2 separate regions of the Sus scrofa genome follow, and region 2 is linked to region 1. The links are chromatin contacts, called in public Hi-C maps. All regions are on one chromosome and are shown on one strand. The core of a region is the stretch at or near the end of the contact, and the rest is flanking DNA. Distances in the headings are between cores, read along the strand shown. Region 1 overlaps TCF12 (transcription factor 12). Region 2 has its middle 77 kb from the start of TCF12.

Evidence for each region. Hi-C and Micro-C count contacts between places; a contact is called where the count stands out from the background.
Region 2: a Hi-C map of skeletal muscle shows a contact between it and region 1, with 2.4 times the contacts expected there. The contact joins two enhancer-like sites. A contact is called at or near these places in 1 of 5 promoter capture datasets (liver), 12 of 47 Hi-C or Micro-C datasets (embryonic fibroblasts, fetal heart ventricle, heart right ventricle and 6 more) and 1 of 2 datasets of contacts at active chromatin or transcription factors (skeletal muscle).

The regions. Positions count from the first base shown.
Region 1 is chr1:114,824,365-114,830,328 of Sscrofa11.1, forward strand. The region is part of intron 5 of TCF12 (transcription factor 12); the gene reads right to left. Among named protein-coding and RNA genes, the nearest start is that of CGNL1, 200 kb to the left of the region's middle. Within about 2 kb of position 3,572, at least 8 of the 83 cell types and tissues checked have an H3K27ac peak or open chromatin away from gene starts, as enhancers often do. A contact at or near this core is called in skeletal muscle, where this site is marked.
Region 2 is chr1:115,130,974-115,136,512 of Sscrofa11.1, forward strand. No RefSeq gene overlaps it. Among named protein-coding and RNA genes, the nearest start is that of TCF12, 77 kb to the left of the region's middle. Within about 2 kb of position 4,203, at least 2 of the 83 cell types and tissues checked have an H3K27ac peak or open chromatin away from gene starts, as enhancers often do. A contact at or near this core is called in skeletal muscle, where this site is marked.

The DNA.
Region 1 (5,964 bases), core at 2,322-4,821:
GTCTAAGCCCCACCCACCAGAGGGATTAGAATCAGCTCCATCTACCAGTGGGCAGGCATCAGCCCCAGACTTCAGCCACAAGGTGGGCAGACACCAGAAGTAAGAGAGGCTACAACCCTATTATCTGTAAAAAGGTCACCACACCAAAAACCTATAAAAATGAAAAGACAGAGAACTATAACTCAGATGAGGGAGAAAGGAAAAATCCCAGAAAATCAGCTAAGTGATCAGGAGATTCTTAGCCTCCAGGAAAAAGACTTTAGACTGTTGATGCTGAAGATGATGCAAGACATTGGAAATAAACTGGAGGCAAAGATGGATAACTACAGGAAACACTGAGCAAAGAGATACAAGATATAAAACTTAAACAAGAAGAGATGCAAAATACAATAACAAAAAATTCACTAGAAGCAACTAACAGCAGAATACAGGAGGCAGAAGAATGAATAAGCAAGGTGGAGGACAGATTAGTGGAAATTACGGATATGGAACAGAAAAGAGAAAAAAGATAGAAAACAAATGAAGAGAGTCTCAGAGAACTCTGGGACAATGTTAAACGCACCAACATCCATATTATAGGGGTGCCAGAAGGAGAAGAGAGAGAGAGAAGGGGACAGAAAAAATATTCCAAGAGATAATAGCCAAAAATTTCCCTAACATGGGAAAGGAACCACTCACTCAAGTACCATATAAAACAAACCCAAGGAGGAATACACCAAGACACATATTAATCAAACTGACTAAAATTAAAGACAAAGAGAAAATCTTGAAAGCAGCTAGGGAAAAGAAACAAGTAACATACAAGGGAACCCCAATAAGGTTATGGGCAGATTTTTCAACAGAAACTCTGCAGGCCAGAAGGGAGTGGCAGGATATACTTAATGTGATGAAAGGAAAAAACCTCCAACCAAGATTACTCTATCCAGCAAGGCTCTCATTCAGATTTGAAGGAGAAATCAAAACCTTCACAGATAAGCAAAAGTTGAGAGAATTCAGCAACAGTAAACCAGCCTTACAACAAATACTAAAGGAACTTCTCTAGGCAGAAAAGAAAAGACAGCAACAGGAAACAAAAATGCCACAATTGACAAGGCTCACCAGTAAAGGTATATATACAGTAAAGATACGAAATCATCCATGCACAATTATACCACCAAAATCAGAAATCATGAGAAGAGGTGGGTACAAATGCGGGACACTGGAGATGAACTTGCAATTAAGAGAATAACAACTTAAAACAATCTCATATACATATAAAACAATCTCATATACATATAGACTCTTATATCAAAACTTCAGAATAACTGCAAACCAAAAATCTACAAGTGATACACAAACAAGGAAGAAATATATCTCATAGTAAATAAGTGCATAATCCACCATGAAGGGGGTCATTTGACATCATTCTTGGAATGCTGAAGTCTTTTTAGATCTGATTCTGATTTCCTCTCCATCAAAGAATTTATGATAATTAATTAATGCAACTGTACAATTAAATAATACACTTCTACAATTGTATTATTAATAACCATTTCTCTCCATGGTACAATGTAAGGTCTGTAATGTCCTGTTTATCACATCATCTAGAATGGTGTAATGTCTATATTGAAGAATCAATAAGATGTAACAAATTGTGAGGATATATTTATATAGTTACTGTTTTTTAATCAATTTATGCATTTTATATTTTACTTATTTTCAGAGGGTGTATTATTTTTGTTATTCTTACCAGTTGTTATTCTTTTTGTTATGCTATATAAAATATTTAATGGCATATAAGGCTTTCTTCTTTATAATTTTTAGTTGCATAATATACACAATTTTAATACAAGGCTAATTTTTAAGGAAAAATTGAAATGTAATAGATAATACTAAATAGTAAAGATGAAAGCCATACAAAATGGGATAAAGTATAGAATAAATTTCCTATTTGTCTCAGCAAATTTTCCATTCCACTTCTCCAGTGGGAGTCACTTAATCTGTTTCTTAAAATCCATGATATAATAATCTGTGTTAATGTAACTGTGTTTAAATATATGTATTTTATTCTGTACAAAAAATTAAAATAAAATTAAAAAATAAATAAATACACTGATTTCATTATAATATTGTGAAAACCAATATGAAATAGAAGAAAAACTCACATTTACCATTTTTATTCTGAAACAATCCTATTCTTCCTTAGAGAGTCCTACATTCTGGCAACTTAAATGCTGACTTTGGACTCTCATCCTGGACCTGTCTCATGTGAGAAAACTGGTCATGTGCTCTAGTTAATCATAGTGATGTACAGACCGTTTAAACATTGTTTTTTTTAACCCTGTTTATAAACTTGTATTCTGTTATTTTCCTTAAACATTTCAAGTTAAATCCTAATGAAGGTTGCTGGACTTGAGGGCCTCTCCGCTGCGTGAAATTCTCTGCTGCAGTATTCGCATCTCCGCCCAAATATTTACTTCCTCAGAGAAGCCTTCTCTGCCTATCCTATCTAAAATAGTCCACTTTAACCGTTCCTTCTCTACCACTTTTTATTAGGTCATTAAAATATGCCTTGTTTCCCTTGCAGAGATAAAATAGCTGAGCTGGTTAACTATCATAACTCACAATTTCTCCCTTTTTTCTTAATGTAAGTTTAGAAACTGTAATTTTTGTTGGCACTTTATCTACATTTTACTATTACTTCCCACATTTGTATTATGCTGTATCATATTTGCTATAATTGAAATTAAAAAATCCTCTGCATTTTCTGTTCCTGTGATGTCTCTTTCCATTTACAACTTTATAAAATATGGGTAAGGATTTACTTGAAGCTTCAAATTTTATTTTATTTTATTACTGTTTTTTTAAATTACTTAATGAATTTTATTACATTTATAGGTGTACAACAATCATCACAACCAAATTTTATAGCATTTCCATCCCAAACCCTCAGTGCATTCCCCCACCCCCAACTGTCTCCTTTGGAAAACAGAAGTTTTTCCAAGTCTGTGAGTCAGTGTCTGCTCTGCAGAAAAGTTCATTGTGTCCTTTTTTGAGTGAATCTTCAAATTAAAAAAAAAATTTATATTTTCTTTTTTTCTCCCTAGGCTATATAATGATCTTACTTTGTGTTTCAAGGAAGAGTTTCTTATTTTGGGTAAAGAGGTTTTTTTTCCCCCATTATAAAATGCTGTAACATATTTTAAATGGAAGATTGTAGCAGGTAAATAGCATGAATGAAAAAAAAAATCATTCAGGGATCAGAAGCAATTGTTTAATAAGATGTAAGTTTAGAGTTCCTAAAGAGTTGGCTATCATATTGGTGTTAAACAAATACCATGCACCATGGAACTCAGTTTTTTAGCAGCAAATAATAAGCTTAATGACTGAACATACAGTTATATTCTTAGTACTGAGAATAGAAGTGATCCAGAAATGATTGCTTTTATTTTGCATTTACTTCCTAAACTTTTCTGGATTACATTCAGCCTATATCTATTTTAGGAACTGCTTTGGAAGGTCCTTATGTTTTATGCAAGTAACTGCTATTTTCCCAGATGAGTAGAATATCCATTCTCTGACTCCAAGTTTCCATGACAATAAAAACAAAACATTCATCAGCACCAACTTGGTATTTGATGGCAAATGCAGCTGCAGTTTATAACAGTTCAATCTTTATCCGAACTCTTTTTCTGCAGAACAGAGGCACTGTATTTCTCCAAAGCAACTGAATTATTTTTACAGTGATTTCCCCTGACCACTAGACCTAATACTAACAACTATACCATCTCTGATCTTCATATCCACTCTTCCCAAACTTGTGCCAAATACAATGAAAATTTCCTGAATTTTTGCTAAGAGCACACATGATTTGTGAACTCTGAAAGCTTAGCTGGTTTACATATTATAGATTTAGAGAAACATAAAGGTTTAAATTTTCATGATAACTACAGAGAAGACAGAATTTTGGGAGAGACATTTACAGTAAATAAAAAGCTGTTAAATTCAATCAGATTATGGTAAAACAGTGCCCCCTTGTGTCTTGGTATTTCTACCTTGTCTAAATTCAACATTCATTTCCCTAGAGTTATGGACTTGTATTACTAGTAGGACTTAATAACTAGTAGTTCTATTAAGACAAAAGTTCTAATTAACTTTAATATAAATACACTAGCCATTCATTATCAGTGATTTTTTTTTTTTTTGTCTTTTTGTCTCTTCTAGGGCTGCACCCACAGCATATGGAGGTTCCCAGCCTAGGGGTCCAATCGGAGCTGTAGCCACCAGCCTACACCAGAGCCACAGCAACGCTGGATCCTTAACCCACTGAGCAAGGCCAGGGATCGAACCCACAACCTCATGGTTCCTAGTCGGATTTGCTAACCATTGAGCCACAATAGGAACGCCTATCACTGATTTTAACATGCATAATCTGCAATATAAGGAAGATGACTTTGGACAGATTCAGTAGTTATTTTTATTTTAAATTTCATATTTAATTTAGTATTAGTTAGAGGCTGTCTGACAAAGTTTTTAAAATGGAAAAGAACAAACTCACTACCAGCAGTTACATTTTCCTCTGGTAATGGTTCTCCTTTGTAAACTACTTTATATTCATATCAGTTACCTTCATCATCACCTTGGGACTACTAGTAAATTTGTTTCAGTACTAAATGAAGCAAACTGATATGAAATTTTTATTTTATTTTATTTTATTTACTTATTTGTCTTTTTGCCTTTTCTAGAGCCGCTCCCGAGGCATATGGAGATTTCTAGACCAGGGGTCTAATCGGAGCTGTAGATGCCGGCCTACGCCAAGCCACAGCAACATGGGATCCAAGCCAAGTCTGCGACCTACACCACAGCTCACCGCAATGCTAGATCCTTAACCAACTGAGCAAGGCCAGGGATCGAACCTGCAACCTCATGGTTCCTAGTCGGATTCGTTTCCATTGCGCCACGACGAGAACTCCAGAAATTTTAAAAGGAATTTATAATGACAATGTGAGCATAATGTAATCTAAGTTAGATATATAAAGTATTTAGGCACTTTAGCAAGATCCCCACGTAATTCCTATGATCACTGAGACTTGAGAAACATTTCTATAAATTTCCTTCCCTCTTATCCCCACCTACCATGGGAGTGGGGTGGGAGACGGAGCAGGAGATTGACTATTTGGGCATGGAAGACAGCTTTTAGAGACCAGGTGGGTTCTAGGGGAGGAAAAGAATCAGAAAAGGCTTTGAGAGGGAAATCCCAAGTATATAACTCAAGCCAGGTCTGCCTGCTTTCCCTAAGTGACTCCTACTGCAATCTGTTTTTCTACTTTGTGAATCACTTAAAAAAAAGTAACAACCAAAACTTGGCCAATTAAGACTTGGGTGATAAAGAAGCTTAAAAAATGCAAGTAATTATGTGAGAATTAAGTCCATCACTCATTATCAATGATGCCTGGTATCTATATTTTTTACATATCACAATCAACATTTACCGTATATTATCTCATTTTACACTTACCACAGCCCTGATAAGCAAATGTTACTACTCCTATTTTATAACAGAGGTGAAAAAAAAATTGTTGCGATCAACTAAATTACCCAAGGTCATGCATCTAGTGAAGGGTGAGAGAACGAACGCCTGATTCCAAATCCTAGGTTTTTTGGACTATCCCATGCTACCACTACTCATTAACATGGATGAATTTATTCAGACTTCTGAGGATCTGATAAACCAGTTAAGAATAAAAGAGATAACTCTATACAGAGCACTGTGAGGAAGAATTTCATAGCTGAAGTACTGGGTTTATGGAAACTTGGAATAAGGGACTCAGGAAGTAGGGTGCAGGGCAATTGCAGGCAAGTGGGAAGATTCCAAAGGTAAGATCCAAAGATAATTTATACTGAGGAAATAGGTATATATTTATGCCTGATCTAAGGCATAAAAAAGGAAGAACCCTTCCTTCAAGATACTCTTCTTATTCTTGG
Region 2 (5,539 bases), core at 2,953-5,452, 310 kb after region 1:
TGTGGCTTGTGGAAGTTCCTGAGCCAGGGATGAAACCCGCACCATAGCAGCTACCCAAGCTATTACAGTGACAACATAGGATCCTTAACCCGCTGTGCCACTCCTCCTATTTTTTCTTTTTTCTCTTTATCAATTTTACTAGGTTTGTCTACTTTATTAGTCTTCTGAAAAAACTAGCTTTTGTTTTGTTTTGTTTAATTTTAGGGCTGCACCCAGTGGCATATGTAAGTTCCCAGGCTAGGGGTCAAATTGGAGCTGCAGCTGTTGGATCCAAGCTGCATCTGTGACCTACACTATTGCTCACAACAATGCCGGATCCTTAGCCCACTGAGTGAGGCCAGGGATCAAACCCACATCCTCATGGATACTAGTCAATTTCGTTACTGCTGAGTCACAACGGAAGAGTCTTTTTATTATTCTTTCTTCCCTTCTGCTTTCTCTGTGCTGATTGACTTTTATCTATATATGCTTCTTTCTCTTCTATTACATGCATTTAAAGGTCTAAATCGCCTTCTAAATATTGCTAAAATTGTGTACTGTACCTTTAAGTACTAGTGTTTTCATTGTTTGAGCAGCACTAAACATTTGGGAGTTTCTATTAGTTTTTCTCCTTTATCTTATACTTATTTAGAAGTTTCTAAGATGAATAGGGCAGTGTAACCATTATATTAATTTCTAATTTTATTGCATTGTTAGAAACCATGTTTCATGTGATTTCTTTCTTTCTTTCTTTTTTTGGCTGCACCCATGGCACGTGGAAATTTCTGGGCCAGGGATCCAATCCAAGCTGCTGCCGCAACCTAGCCAAATCTGTGGCAACATTGGATCCTTAACCCACTGCACCAGGCTGGGGATTGAACCTGCGCTGCCACAGAGGCAGTGCCAGATCCCTAACCTGCTGTACCACAGTGGGAACTTCTGTTTCATGTGGTTTTTTTTTTTTTTTTTTTTTTTTTTTTTTGGGTCTTTCTGCCTTTTCTAGGGCCGCTCCTGCGGCATATGGAAGTTCCCAGGCTAGGGGCTGAATTGGGAGCTGTAGCCGCTGGCCTATGCCAGAGCCACAGCAACACGGGATCTGAGCTGCATCTGCAACCTACACCACAGCTCATGGCATCGCCGGATCCTTAACCCACCGAGAAAGGCCAGGGATGGAACCCGCAACCTCATGGTTACTAGTCAGATTTGTTAACCACTGCGCCATAATGGGAACTCCTATTTTATGTGATTTTTGAATCATTAGTATTCATTCGAAATTTTCTTTTTGACATATGTCACAAGACATGTTTCCTTGAAAACTCCATCTTGTCCTTCTTTACTTTATCCCATCTTCTTTTCTTACTTTATCCCATCTTCCTTCTTGGAAAAACAGTCACAGTGCTGGTAAATGACTTAAGCTTAAGAGCAAAGACCTAAAGGCATAAGTGACTTAAGCTTAAGAACTGTTATGTGCCTAGAGGTCAGAGTAAGAGCTTAACCCTTTACCACTAAGTGGCTTTTTAAATAGTAAAAGAACTTATATAATAGTAAACAAACCCTGTATCATCCACCCACAGCCACTCCTCACTTGATCTCACAATAAAAGCATTGTGGTTTCTTGAGGCAGGGTCCCTGAGACCTTGAGTCCCCCGCACTCTTGGTTCCTGAGACCTTGAGTCCCTGGCTCCCACCTTTACTTAAGATAAATGTCTCTGTGTCTTGTTTTATGTTAACTATTTTTCCTTAAGTTCCACAGCACCCGTTCTTCAGCCCCATCCTGTTGAGCTGGCCCCGGCAGACATATTTTTAAAAAATGCTTCATGTGTGCTAGAATGAATGTTTCTTATAATTTGGAGTATAGGATTACTTGTGTTATTTTTCTATAAATATGGTTATAGATTTGCACACACATTTATATATATATATATATGAGGTTCAGAATTACTATTTATTTGATGTGAATTATTCTGCTTGTCCTTGTATTTTGTTTGCCTTAAAATTTGATAGTGATATTGTACTAGTTTAATTTTTATTAATATTTTTCTAGTACATTTTATCCATCTGTTTATGTAATGACCTCTATCATCATGTTTTAGGTGTGTCTTTTATAAGCAGTATATGGTTGAATTTAAAAAAAATCCAGAGTTCCTGTCGTGGCGCAGTGGTTAACGAATCCGACCAGGAACCATGAGGTTGCGGGTTCGGTCCCTGCCCTTGCTCAGTGGGTTAATGATCCGGCGTTGCCATGAACTGCGTTGCTGTGGCTCTGGCGTAGACCGGTGGCTACAGCTCCAATTCGACCCCTAGCCTGGGAACCTCCATATGCTGCGGGAGCAGCCCAAGAAATAGCTAAAAAGACAAAAGAAAATAAATAAAAAAATAAAAATAAAAATAAAAAAAAATCCTAAGATTCTCTGTCTTCTGTACTTTGGTTATTTATCTATTTGGACTTATTTTTACCATTTAAATTGTGTTTTCTGCTTACCATTCTTTAACTTTGATTCTTTTTTTCCTTCTCTACTTCATATTAGGTTACTCTAGTTTAAAATTTATTCTCTTCTTTCCTCTCTCGGAAGTTTGTTACCTAAGATTAGGACTAAAAGTAAAAAGTCCAGAGTGTCCGTCGTGGTGCAGTGGTTAACGAACCCGACTAGGAACCATAAGGTTGTGGGTTCGATCCCTGACCTTGCTTGGTGGGTTAACGATCCGGTGTTGCCGTGAGCTGTGGTGTAGGTTGCAGATGTGGCTCAGATCCAGCGTTGCAGTGGCTCTGGCAGAAGGCTGGTGGCTACAGCTCCGATTTGACCCCTAGCCTGGGAACCTCCATATGCCACGAGAGCGGCCCAAGAAAATGGCAAAAAGACAAAAAAAAAAAAAAAAAAAAGTAAAAAGTCCCAGGTGAGAAATTAAAATCTCAGGCTTTCATACTACTTTCCCAAGGTAGGGGGTTGAAATTTTATACCTCTTTTCGCGGCAGTGGTAGCTCTTCAACTACCTTAGTCTTTCTCCAAGGATATCTCTTTATCCCAAGAATCTGTCTCAGGGAGCTCAGGGTGATCTTTTTTGTAGTTTCTGAACTTAAACCTTGAAGAAGGTGGCCAAGAGCCTTGGCTGGGAATGGGCCAGAACTTCTCTGCCCAACCAGAGGTCGATATGAGAGACAAGGGCACCTGAAGAAAACCCTGAACAGGAACTACTTGGACCTTCACATGAATCAGAGGGTCAACTCAGAGTGAACCCACTTTGACTTTGTGTTCTCTCTTCATTCTGTAGCCGTTTTTTTTCCTTTTGAGTTTAGCTGTTTATTAAAAATTATTTTCACTTATTTTAAGCAGCATTTCCACATGTAGGTACCAATCTGTTATACTCTAAAAAGCTGTGGGAGGGAGTTCCCTTCATGGCTCAGCAGTAACAAATCGGACTAATACCCATGAGAGCATGGGTTTGATCCCTGGCCTTGCTCAGTGGGTTAAGGATCTGATATTGCCATGAGCTGTGGTGTAGGTGACAGACAAGGCTTGGATCCTGTGTTGCTGTGGCTGTGGCTACGGCCGGCAGCTGTAGATCTGATTAGACCCCTAGCCTGGGAACTTCCATATGCTACAAGTGCAGCCCTAAAAAGAAAAAAAAAAAAAAAATTGCTCCCATGGCAGTAATCTATCTTACAGAATGTTTATGGGTTCCAGGTTTCATCTTCCACCTCACATCTTTTTGTTTTTATCTATTCCCTTCAGTTTCTCTCCAGCTAACTTAAAAGGAGATTCTTTTTTCTCTGTCTTGCTCCTTGGCATTGATGATTCATTTTGAAGTTCTAAGTGACTATTGTTCTAGACTCCCTTGAATCACTTGTCTCTCAGACTGAGGAGAAAAGCCCTCCCAGAAGTACAAGTTCCTAGACACTATGCTCTAGTTCTGACTGCAGTCCAGGTCAAAAAACTGGATATGCTTTGCTGTGCTGAAGTTCCAGTGTACACTGCCTTTCCCCTGTTCTCCAGCAGTTTTTGAAATGATGGCCCTGAAGACCTCAGCCTTCCTGGCTGGGCACTCTCCTGGCTTTGGTAGAAACATACCCAGCTGGAACCAACTGGCATGCCCAGGGCTTCCAGTATTGGGCTTTCCAATACAACATGTGGGGGCCCTTATTTCCTGTCACTTCTTTTGGCTGGGTGGCTCCCTCCAGCCACAGGCATTCCCTGGGCACTTGTTTGAGTTAACATCTAAACTTAGCCAGCACGAGCACAGCTGTGGGTCCTGGCATTGCCACTCCTGAGTAAATTCTCCCAAGAGCCTACTATCCTGCCTTGATTTCTCTTTCAGACATGATTATCTTGAAACAAAGCAAGCTTCATAAGTGTGAGACCTATGCAGTTACCCTGGGCCACATACTCTAAAAGGTCAGAACTTGGATTAATACTTTGCTGTTGCTGTCTTGAAATTTTAAATAAGCTTTGAATAAAATTTAAAAATTTTTTATTTTGCACTAAGCTTCACAAACTATGTGGCTTCTCCTTAGGAGAAATAGAGAACATTACTGACCCTTGGAGAAGTGGGTATGACTTATTGAGTAACCCACCTTCTTAGGAGTCTAGGGCAACAACCATTCAGAATAATCGTTTAAAAATATATTTTCAGATGTAGAGCTATATCCTGTAAAATGTATTCTTATGGGGCGCTTCCATGTATATAAAGCATTTTAGCACCCCAGGAAAGGGAGAGAGTATAGTCTAGAATAGATGTCCAATAGAACTTTATGCAGTGATATTAATGTGCTATATCATTGGTGTCCAATATAGTGACCACTAGCCCCATGTAGCTACTGAGAACTTGAAATGTGGCTAGATGACTGAGGACCTGGATTTCTAAATTTCAATTAATTTTAATTATTTTAAAATTACATAGCCATTTGGGATTGTTGGCTTCCATATTGGACAGTGTAGATCTAAAACAACAAAGTAATTTCTGACCTTTGGTGTTTTGATTATTAAAGCAACTAATTAAAATTAGGCTTTGTCCAGAAAGGATTTTCTAAATTCAGATTTAAGACATATCTAGAACTAGCTAAGGAAATTGAAATCAGTGGTTTTTTCACAAGTGTAGAGAAGATATCCTTTCTACTTGGGAAAGCTAGGCCATGGGGCTTGTTGCCATAGCCTACAAAGGCAGTATTATATGAACAAATGAATTGCCTAAAGACTGATCCTTCCAGTTCTAAGGGACAATGGAAGAAATAAGGAAGACAAAGAAGAGGTAAGGTTAGGGGCTAGAGTGTTGGCAAGGAGTGATGGTGAGGAGGTATAGTGGGAGGTGAGCTGATAGGTGAGCTTGAGCCATCCCTCCTGGGCCTGCATGACCTGGGTGTTCGAGGGAACCAGCAAGTCCCATGTTTTCTGATGAGACACATAGGTCTTGAAAGCACAGAGATGCATCAGAGGGCTCTAGTTTAAACAAAGCTGTAGCTGAGTAGGAACTTGGAGAAGGCAGATTTTGGAACTAGTCCTTCATCCAGAAAAGCTACACCAGAAAAACTATACCTCATGGTTATCAGTCCAGAGAAGGAAAAATC